2 separate regions of the Rattus norvegicus genome follow, and region 1 is linked to region 2. Evidence: chromatin contacts called from public Hi-C data. All regions are on one chromosome and are shown on one strand. The core of a region is the stretch at or near the end of the contact, and the rest is flanking DNA. Distances in the headings are between cores, read along the strand shown. Region 1 holds the start of Aven (apoptosis and caspase activation inhibitor). Region 2 holds the start of Slc12a6 (solute carrier family 12, member 6).

Region 1 (5,622 bases), core at 2,143-4,642, 230 kb after region 2:
CCATCCCCCTGTAGAGAGGCTGTGGCCATCAGTCACCTAAAGGCTTGACCACGCCTCCCACGTGTAGATAAGGTATTCCCAAGCTCTCTGGCCAAGCTAATAGGCAGCACCTCCGGTCAGACCCTGACCCACCCCAAAACTGTATATAAGGATCCTCTCCAGAAGGATTAAAGGCAGCGGAGGCAGCAGAGGGCGGAGGCAGCAGAGGCAGCTCGCCCCTCCCTGCTCGAGTTCTCTTCCTTTTCGCCTGAACCCTCGTACCTGGCCAGGCCAGAGATCTTCATGGAAAGCCTCCAGTACGAAGGCCAACAGACTGTCAGTGTGTTCTTAAAATGCCCATTCTGTCTAAGAAAATATCTTTCTGTCTGTCTTTAAAAAAAATCCTGACCGTGAAGCTCAAACTTGCCCCAAGGAACTTGATACTCCTAGTCAATAGGAAGTAGTCTAATGATAACGCTGTCCCATTTCCCACCAATGACTTTATTCAGAGATCTCTTTCCTTTCTTCTCTCTTTTTTTTCTTCTTCTCTTCTACATGGTGTTAAGGGGTTGAAATAAGCAGATATTTTTGTTTCCTACCTCCAGTTAACAAAAACACATACTGTGTTTGTGCAGTAGGGTGAAAGAGAGAATAAAGTAGCAAAAGGCCATTTTGCTTGTGTTATATGGCATGCCTGTTGAAATGCAAAAATCAAGTCTTACTTAAAGAAGATGCTACATTATGTGTTTTTGTTAACTGGCGGTAGGAAACAAAAATATTTGCTTGTTTGTAACTTACTGACATCAGCTCTTATTAGTGAAAAATGTAAACTATAACAACAACAACAACAACAACAACAACAACAACAACAACAACAACCCAAAGTGTAAAACCAGAATTTTAGGACTGGAGAGGTGGCTCAGCGGTTAAGAGCACTGACTGCTCTTCCAGAGGTCCTGAGTTCAATTCCCAGCAACCACATGGTGGCTCACAACCATCTGTAATGGGATCTGATGTCTTCTTCTGCTGTGTCTGAAGACAGATACATTGTACTCATATAAATATGATAATAAATTAGTCTTTAAAAAAAACTCCAAACCCCCAGAGTTTTAGAGAGAGGGAGGAAGACCAACTATAATCAAGTCACGGTCCTCCACCATGTGAGAATACAACAAAAAGTTTGGGGAACAAACACAAGGAGCCTCACTAGACAGGTAATTTGCCCACACCCTGCTCTGGGACTTGACAGCTTCAGAACTGTGAAAACAGATGCGCTGTGAGCTACCTGTTTCATGGCATTTTGTTATACTGGGCTAAAAGCTCAAATTGCTCACTCCCCTAGGTATAGTCTTGCTTTGCAGAAATTTGCCAATTTCAATCCTGTGAAAATCCCCACAGTGCCAAATTTTAAGCTACCAACTTTGTCACTGAACACAGAGTTTTGAAGAAGATGATGTACCAAGCCACTTTGAGCCTAGTCACCCAGAGAATGGGGGTAGACTGTCACTGTGTTCTTAAAAATGCCCATTCTACCTGTCTAAGTCCTTGGGGCTCCTTTTTTGTGCATAAACAAAACAATATGATTCTCTTTACTATTTTTATGGTCTTGTGGTCTGTGCTTGGTGCTTACGATGAGATGGGACTACTGATTTTGAGAGCTGAAAATAAGGAAGAACATATTAATCTTAAGTACCACTGGCATTCTGAATTTCACAGGTAAATACAAAGATTCTCACTCTACCATCTGTCTATCTCACCAATAGAAAGAATAAAAATATAGCGTGCATCAAGAAAAGAAAAATGTAGAAATGATTTTTTAAAAAAGAAAATAAACAATGGTGTGTACTGACAAAGTTAACCCTTTGGGAGCGAGATAGCAAAATTGCAAGATAGCAGTGTTAAAATGTTACTTATTGGGCTGGAGAGGTGGCTCAGAGGTTAAGAGCACTGATTGCTCTTCCAGAGGTTCTGAGTTCAATTCCCAGCAACTACATGGTGGCTCACAATCATCTGTAATGAGATCTGATGCCCTCTTCTGGTGTGTCTGAAGACAAGCTACAATGCTCTCATACATAATAAATAAATAAATTAAAAAAAATGTTACTTATTGCTACGAGACAGGACAGGGGAGTGAGGGTGACTAGGATTAAAGCTTTATATATATGTGTGTGTCCAAATATTGTGATTCAGGCCACCTGTCCTGATGCGTTCTCCTGAACCCTTAACTCTCTCCTTATTGATGACATTCGTGATCTGCCCACTCAAGCAATACATACGGACATCTCCACTGCCTTCAGAGCCTAACTTCCTCATTTACATTTGAATGTAAAATCCTAAATTTCCCATTTCCTAGCTGCCTTCTTGGCTCTCATTTCTGTTTTACACTTTGACAACTATGGCCTGAACTTTTATGTCTCTGACTAAAACTTAAATCTCTTTTACAGATTTTCTCAAGAGCCATGGAGACTTTGAAGCCGGGCGACCCTAGGTTTGAATCATTCTGTTAATGACTAGCTATAAAGCCATAAAAGTTATTTAATATTTGTGTTTTCTTTTGTGCGAGCTTCAGGGAATCCACTTGAATCTGCCTCCCCCAGTCAAATAGACTCAAGACAAGAATTGTCAATAAACAGCGTGTTTTCCTCCCTCCCTGCCTTTTCCTGAGGGGGCGGAGATCCATTTCCCTATCCTTGCTCCTGGGACCCTTCCTTTGACTCCCAAGACCTTGGGCCTAAGAGTCTCAAATGTACACCTAAGAAAAAGTTTTTCTCCCAAACTCCTTAACTTTATCTTTTGCCCATAACATCCAGGTGTCCTCTCAGAATCTGCATCCGGGAAAGCTACAAAGCAGTTACCCATCGGTGCTCTACACCTCCCAGACTGGACCTACACACTCCTACCCTTAGATGTCCCCTGGACAGCAGTGACCAGCTCTTCCTGGACTTGACCAACATCTTTCCTGCTACCCTTGTCTTTGGACACCGTCTAGCCAAAGTTAAGCTCTCTAGCAAAATAAGGGTAACAAGAGTACCTATGAGAACCAAGGGCTCAGTAAATGTACGTTACAGCAACTACATTTACAAGTTCTCTTCAAGATTTTCAAGCATCTTTTCCCTTTCCTACTGGACCCTCCATCCACTTGAGCCACTGTCCACAACTGTGATGTGGGACTCATCTTCAACCCACACCTCCTTCCTAAATCCTGACTTTAAAATGGCTTATCTTTTTCAAGTTAAGATGTTAACTAAACTCATTGGACATCTTGGGTTTTGCGTCATTTAAACACTCGTATGAATTAAGAACTATCACACAAAGTGATTTTAAGGTATCCTTTTATTACAGATCACTTATGTGGTCCCCGCCCCGGCCGGGCCCCGCGCCCTGATCACCGCGGCTGGCGCTCGGCCGCTTCCGGTGGGGCCTGCGCTCTCCGCCGCGGCTCGCGTGCTCTGCTCGCCGGCGGCCTCATGCAGGCTGAGAGAGGGGCTCGAGGCGGCCGCGGGCGGCGGGGAGGCCGGGAGCGGCCCGGAGGGGACCGAGGGCCGGCCGGGGCCGCGACGGCGCTGGCGAGAGGAGGCTGCGGGGACGGAGGCGGCCGGCGGGGCCGAGGCCGGGGCTTCCGCCGAGGCCGAGGAGGTGGCGCCCCGCGAGGCGGCCGCCGGGAACCTGGAGGCCGGGGCGGTGGAGCCAGCACGCGGGTAAGGGGTGCGGGTTGCTGCGGCCGCTAGCCGGCGTGCAGGGCGCGTGAAACCACAGCGCCTGCGCGGGATGGAGCCGGGGGGCGCGCGTGGACGGTGCACGCGCAGCCCCTGGCTGCTTGTGGCCCAAGGACTAGGCGATCAGCCTTGGGTTTTGTTGGTACCGGAGTCCCATAGCCTGATGGAGACTAACGGCGACACCTGGTGTCCAGGCTTCAGCCCGGCGCACTGTCACTGAAGTTAACTTCCTGGCGAGCGATGTCTATCTGAATGCGCTAACCCAAACAGATTTACTCCTAGAAGTGTTCCTCTGTCTTCTGTTTCCTTTATACCCATCCCACATTGCCTAGGTAACGGTGTCTGTTGTCACCCACGTCCGGTTGGAGGGACATAGGGGAAGATTATGTCTTCATTTTGGTTTGGATTAATGATCGCTAAGATTCTTCCCACTCTTCAGATTTGCAATTAGTCTCGCTGAGAATACCATTCTGGGTACTTAAGGATTAGATGAGGAGAGACTGACTGACTTCACGAGGCCTCTCTGTGCTTATGGTTGGGCACAGTGGTGTCAGGATTGACTGCCGTGCTCTGGAAGCAGACAGTCAATAGAGTTCCAGCTCTGTAGTGACCATTGTCCAGCTGCAGGATTCCACACAGTGCACATCTTGCTTTCCCTCTGGACGACTAGACTGCAAATGGAAACAACTTCTAGATGTGTGTACTCCTCCAAAGTAACTTACTCTGGATCTAAGAAGCCCTGAAATCATTCCTTTTAAAGATGGGTGATATGAGCCCTGAGCTTACTGAGTTTGATAAGCAAATTATCAGGCCAGTCACTTTTACCGCAGTGTGATATTACCCTTAGTGCAATGGTTAACTTCACAAAATGCAAGAATTTGCTTAGTATCTTTTTTTAGAAATATATTAGTTTCTCTGTGCCCATGCACGGGCACATGTGTGTTTGTGTGTGTGTGTGTGTGTGTGTGTGTGTGTGTGTGTGTGTGTGTGTACATAAGTGCAGTGCCAGCAAAGGCCAGAAGGCATCAGATCCTTTGAGCCCACATTTCAGGCAGTTGTGTTTTCCAGAATAGCAGCAAACCGCTCTGAGTCCTCTCTAAAGGTATTTGCACTCTTGGCATATGCTCCCATGCACACACACATTCATGTAAAGAAGCACAAGAATGCAAATGTTTGACTCCAGTTCCTTTGAACATATACCTAGTAATAGGATTGTGGAATCCTTACTGGTGGTTATAGTTTTCATTTTTAAGAAAAGCCATACTGCTCTTTGTAATGCTCTACCAATTGATGTCACCACAGCACATGACAGTTCCTGTCTCTGCATTTTTGTTAGCCCTTTTTATTTTTCAAATTCTTCATCCTCTTTCTCCTTGTCCTGTAGATAGGGTCTCACTATGTAACCCACACTTGCCTTAACTCAATATCTTCCCGCCTCCACTTCTAAGGTATGGGATGGCACGTCTGTCTCCTTCACCACATCTGGGTTTATTTTATTCATTTAACCGTTTGTTTGCTGAGACATAATCTTACGCTGTTCAGCCTGGAACTCAAGTTCAAAACTCATCCTGCAGTGATCTCCCAGGTGCTTGCATTACAGGAGTGCTGGTTTTTTTTTTTAACTGCATTTTTGTTGTTGTTTTGTTGTGGGCTGGTTTTTATTTATTTTTTATTTTTTAGACAGGATCTCAGTATGTAGCTTTGGCTACCCTGGAAATTCACTCTGTAGACCAGGCAGGCTTTGAACTCAGAGATCTGCCTGCTTTTGCCTCCTGTGTTGGGATTAAAGGTGGTCCTTATTGTGTTTGTTGTTTTCCATTTATTTAGAAGTTTCTAGATACTTTCAGGTGACTAGCTTGTTCTCGTGATTTTGATGAGTAGTGACACTGAAATTCCTTCTCATATATTTACTGGCCATTTAGGTATC
Region 2 (5,320 bases), core at 2,226-4,725:
GGAACCCTGTGAGTTCCAGGCCAGCCTGGGCTATGTAGTTAGTCCTTATATCAGAAAACCGAAAGGGAGCTGAAGTTGCACATAACATAGTAGGTCGAGTGCCTTTCTAACATGCACAAAGCCATGCAGAAGGCTGGGTTTAGTGACCCTGTAATCCAGCACTTGGGAAGTGAAGGCAGGTCAGGAATTGAAAGTCATCCTCTGCTATATAGAGTTCGAAGACATCTGGAGACTCCTATCTCACTTTGTCTCTAAAGAGCAAAAGAAGTATTTTGGCCAGCAAAGGTGCTTAGGCCACAAGCCTGCAAACCTAGGTTCAGTTCCTGGGACCCACAAATATGTATTCATGTATATGTGTACACTCTAAAAAAATAAGAGTGTAAAAAAACAACCAACCAACCAGTTTTTTTTTTTTTTTAAGATTTATTTATTTTTTTATATATAAGTACACTGTAGCTGTCTTCAGACACACCAGAAGGGGCATCAGATCTCATTACCGATGGTTGTGAGCCACCATGTGGTTGCTGAGATTTGAACTCAAGGCCTCTGGAAGAGCAGTCAGTGCTCTTAACCGCTGAGCCATCTCTCCAGCCCAACCAACCTGTTTTTTAACCCTGCCCTCCACCCTCACCGATGAGAATAGAATCTAGGGCCTTGGATATGTCAAATATCTCAAAGATTGAATACAGCCTTTTCGTTTTTCTTTTTTAAAGATTTACTTATTATATGTAAGTACACTGTAGCAGTCAGAACAGGGCATCGGATCCTGTTACAGATGGTTGTGAGCCATCGTGTGGTTGCTGGGACTTGAACTCAGGACCTCTGGAAGAACAGTCAGTACTCTTAACCACTGAGCCATCTCTCCAGCCCTGAATACAGTCTTAATGTTTGAACAGGTTTTCTTTTATTCCCAGGCTATTAAAGTACACTGTAGCTGTCTTCAGACACACCAGAAGAGGGCATCAGATCTCATTTCAAATGGTTGTGAGCCACCATGTGGTTGCTGGGATTTCAATCAGGACCTCTGGAAACTTAACCACTGAGACGTGTCTCCAGCCCCAATTTTATTTCTTCCTCCTCTTCTTCCTCCTCCTCTTCTTCTTCTTCTTCTTCTTCTTCTTCTTCTTCTTCTTCTTCTTCTTCTTCTTCTTCTTCTTCTTCTTCTCCTCCTCCTCCTCCTCCTCCTCCTCCTCCTTCTCTCCTTCTCTCCTTCTCTCCTTCTCTCCTTTCCTCCTTTCCTCCCTTCCCTCCTTCCCTCCTCCTTTTCCTCCTTTTCCCTCCTCTTTTTCCTCCTTTTTCCTCCTTTTTCCTCCTTTTTCCTCCTTTTCCTCCTTTTTCCTCCTTTTTCCTCCTTTCCTCCTTTTTCCTCCTTTTTCCTCCTTTCCTCCTTTCCTCCTTTCCTCCTCCTCCTCCTCTTCCTCCTCCTCCTTCTTCTATAAATCTTTTATACGTTTTTAAGCCCGGAGGGGTCAGATCGCCTAGACCTGGAGTTGCAGTCAGTTAAGAGTCGCATGTGAGAACTGGGAACCAAAATAGGGTTTCCTTCAAAGCAGTAAATGCTTTTAACCACTGAGGGTCACTCTAGTCTCCTGATCCATTATCAGGTATGCCGATTTAACAGTTTGCACCTAGGAGGAACTAAGTACTCAGGAAAGGCTCCAGGGAGCTCCTGCATTTTGATCAAACTTTCAGAAAGTTTACAAAACGTGATTGAACTGAAAGTTATTAAACACCTTGACGAATTAAACGCTAAACATTCTAGGGTTGGTAAAGTAGGTCAAGCCCTGGGAATGGTGCGGTGCAGATACCCCAATGTCCTCTCCATGTCTGTATAGTTCTCTTTAATGGAAATTTAAGCCTAGTTTGCAATTTCAGAAGGATAGGAACAAGAAGGGGGAAAGTAGCCCACGATGAAGATGAAAATACAGGCGTTTTAGAGAAGACAACTGAAATTTTACAGAGGTCACATCTAAGGTAAATAAATACAGTAATGGGAGGTTTGGGTGCCATAATGTTAAATTTTTCAGGGAAATTTTTATTAGAGATGATCCTTGCGGTTCCGGAGTGAATGTACATTGACTGCCTCTAAGCAGCATGCTGAGTACAAGCAGCACAGGTTATCAAGAGAAAAAGCAGTTTGCCACACGCGTTCAGGCCGTGGAACGGACTACAGTTCCCGTCGTGCTCTACGTGAGAGTCGCCGGTTCGCGCAGCCGCGCTGTCCTCTGTCTCGGCGCTGCATACTCCGGGCGGGGCTGCTGTTGCCCGCCCGCGGGACGGCGCCGCCCTCTAGCTGGCCAGACTACTCCGGACGGTTAACCTCGAATGAGGAACGAGCGGGGCGGGAAGGGGAGGGCTGCGGCGGCGCGGGCAGAGCCCGCCGCGCCCGTGGCGGGGGGCGGCGAGGTCACGTAACGGCCTCGGGCGTCTGCCGGGGAGGGGGCCTTCTGTGCTCTGCGGCTCCGAAACGGTTAGCGGCTAGTAAACAACAGCTGCGCGCGCACCCGCATCAGCTGGCGCGGGCTCCCGCACCTGCGACCTCCTCCTCCTTAGCCCGGACCAGCCTGCCGGGCCGTCTTCTCGGCCGAGACCCAAGAAAAGCCGGCGAGAGGCTACCCGCCCCGGCCCCGGGAGGAACGCGCGTCCTGTCACACTCAGGGCAAGCACGGCGAGCGGTCGTGGGTTCGAGGGACTCGAGACGACCTGCCACGACCCTGCTGTGGGAGCTGCCCTGATCCGCTAGCCGCCGCCAACAGCTCCTTTGCCAGGACGAGACCTCTGGGAGGCAGGAATCCACTCTGCCTCGGCATCCTCTCGTTGCTCTCCTCTTTCTCCATCCTGTAGTGTGGGGGTATTTTCCCGTTATGCATGCGCATCTCTCCCACCAGACCCAAGTGGATTATCGACCTCAAAAACATCGGGTGGCTCAACACACACCTCCTCCCAACCAGACCTGTGGGGTATTCACCTGATACACAACAGGTGGCTGGTGCACACCTTTGCGCAATCTGATCCACGCTATACACGCCTGATAAGGGTGGGCCTGCATGCTCTGTCCTCAGCTAGAACCGTGGGACACTCGGCAGATAAAGGACTAACTACCTCATCCGGACCCTGGGGGTTGAGCAGAGGGAGGCGTCACCAGCTGCTGTGAGATCATGGCACGGAGCCCTCAGCCCTGGACCAGGGGAGATAGCTAGGATTCTGAAGGAACCAAGTTACACAGGATTAGCATCGTTTTGTTCTCATTTTGTTTCTCAAAAATTATTTTTTTCAGTTACTGGTGGGGCACTTTATAAAACAGTTGACTTGAATTCTAAGTAGAAGGATTCTTAATTGGGCCTTTGTGGGATATAAATCAAGGTAATTGAGGTTTTTTTTTTTCTTTCTATTTTTGCAATCAAAGGTAGCTAGTGTAGGAGGAAGAGTTTTTGTAAGCTTTTCCTTTTTTCTTTGTCAAAAAGGAAAGGAAAAAAAAATGCATCCTCCAGAAACCACCACCAAGATGTCTTCAGTTCGGTTCATGGTGACACCAACAAAGATTGATGACATTCCAGGTTTATCAGACACCAGTCCGGACCTCAGCTCTCGATCTAGTTCTCGAGTAAGATTTAGCTCCCGAGAAAGTGTGCCAGAAACAAGCCGTAGTGAGCCTATGAGTGAACTGTCTGGGGCCACCACTTCTCTGGCAACTGTTGCCCTAGATCCTTCCAGTGACCGGACTTCTAACCCCCAGGATGTTACCGAGGGTAAGTAGAAACTCAGAGAACAGGATGTTTCAACGCCTGGGGTGTCCATGCTGGATAACTATTCTGTTTTATAATTATCACCTGGAATTAAGGCCCGCATTCCTGTGATGCTTAGGAGTGTGGGAATAATAGCGACAGTTAGTAGGCCACTGCAGTAGTCTTTTGGCGTGGGAAGGTAGCTGGCAAGAGGTCAAGGAAATGTATATTTTGATTTCCTCATTTTTGCCTTATAACCAAAATGACTATTTTTAGTTAAAGATAAATAACAAAATTAAATCGCTTACATCACAAAAAAATCCTAAACTAAAATTTTAATGGGTTGGCTGTGTGCTCTCTAGAGAGCTCTGGGCTTTGACTCTTAAGTCAGCATTTAAGCCAGGTTGTTACTTCTTGTGTCTTAGTGGTTTCTTTTTGAAGACTTAGTTGGGTGTCATAAAATTATTTTTTGAAATATATGGTTTTATAGAGTATGTAAAGTAACTGAATTCACTCAAGGAGATGTTATTCTTTTGAACAAATGGAGCTTGCAAGAGGGCCTTCAAGTGCCTGATTCCCACATAATTTCCCTGCTGAACTTTAAATAACTATTTTGTATATTGTATATTGGGTTTTTGTAGTCAGGACTTATAGAAGCCATTTCTGTTCATATTGGACACTTTCCAGACTTGACCTTGAACTGACCAGACTGACTGAAGTTTTCATTTGATTTAGTGGGAAGAGGTGATACAAAGAGAAAAGTTACTTTTTCCAGACTCAAACGTTTGAGAACTGCACTTAGTTTTATGCCACATTTGGACCAGCAAAATCTTTGTGGGGTTTTTTGTTTGTTTGATTGATTGATTTTGTTTTGTTTTTAAGTTTTTCCCTTAAGAATCTTAAAGACTTTTGAAAATTCTATTCTACACAAGTTTGAAAACACGGTCTTAACCACTGACTTGTTAAAGCAAGGCTGATTTACCATTTCCGGTCTCAGGAAATATTGTTCCTCCTGACCTTAAGTGTTCCGGAAGCCAGAATAGTTTTAGTTCCTCAAATTTGTTTGTTTTCAATGTCTTGAGAAAGATAGACTTGGTAAAGCTCATAGTTCCAGAATTTACTAATCTTTAGCTGGTCGTGTTTCTCTTATGGCAGTAGCTATGTGTTAGTTCCTGGTCTAATGCTTTCCATTGCTCAATAAACCTTACACTGGGTTATATACACTGTGTCAAAGGTGAAATATGAAATAAAAGATCATAACTTCCTTTTCTACCATATCTATTTATTTATTTTTGTGACAGGATCTCAAATAGCCCAGGCTGACCTTGAATTTTCTGTGATCAAGGATGAGTTTGAACCTGCCTCTACCTCCCAAGTGTTGGGATTGAAGGTCTTCTCAACCACACCCAGTTTTATGTGATGCTGTGGATGGAACTCAAGGCCTCTTGCATGCTGGCCGGGCACTCTGTCAACCGAACTACATCCCTAGCCTGCACCAAATTACTTCCAAATTATAGTTTTAATCTTTAATTCATCACACTACATTTGAATTGTTAAAAACTACAATCTGCGTAAGTCCCTTCAAGGAGTACTGA

What was found. Hi-C and Micro-C count contacts between places; a contact is called where the count stands out from the background.
Region 1: a contact with region 2 is called in a Hi-C map of liver, with 3 times the contacts expected there. The contact joins the promoter of Aven here to the promoter of Slc12a6 in region 2. A contact is called at or near these places in 6 of 12 Hi-C or Micro-C datasets (the A7r5 cell line, the Rat2 cell line, Schwann cells and 2 more) and 1 of 1 datasets of contacts at active chromatin or transcription factors (oligodendrocytes).

Annotation. Positions count from the first base shown.
Region 1 is chr3:119,750,018-119,755,639 of GRCr8, forward strand. Aven (apoptosis and caspase activation inhibitor) reads left to right here and starts at 3,393. Exons shown (of 6, transcript NM_001399518.1): 1 at 3,393-3,677. The coding sequence starts at 3,447. The region is part of intron 1 of Chrm5 (cholinergic receptor, muscarinic 5); the gene reads right to left.
Region 2 is chr3:119,523,137-119,528,456 of GRCr8, forward strand. It overlaps Slc12a6 (solute carrier family 12, member 6), which reads left to right and starts at 3,476. Exons shown (of 25, transcript NM_001109630.1): 1 at 3,476-3,749. The coding sequence starts at 3,479.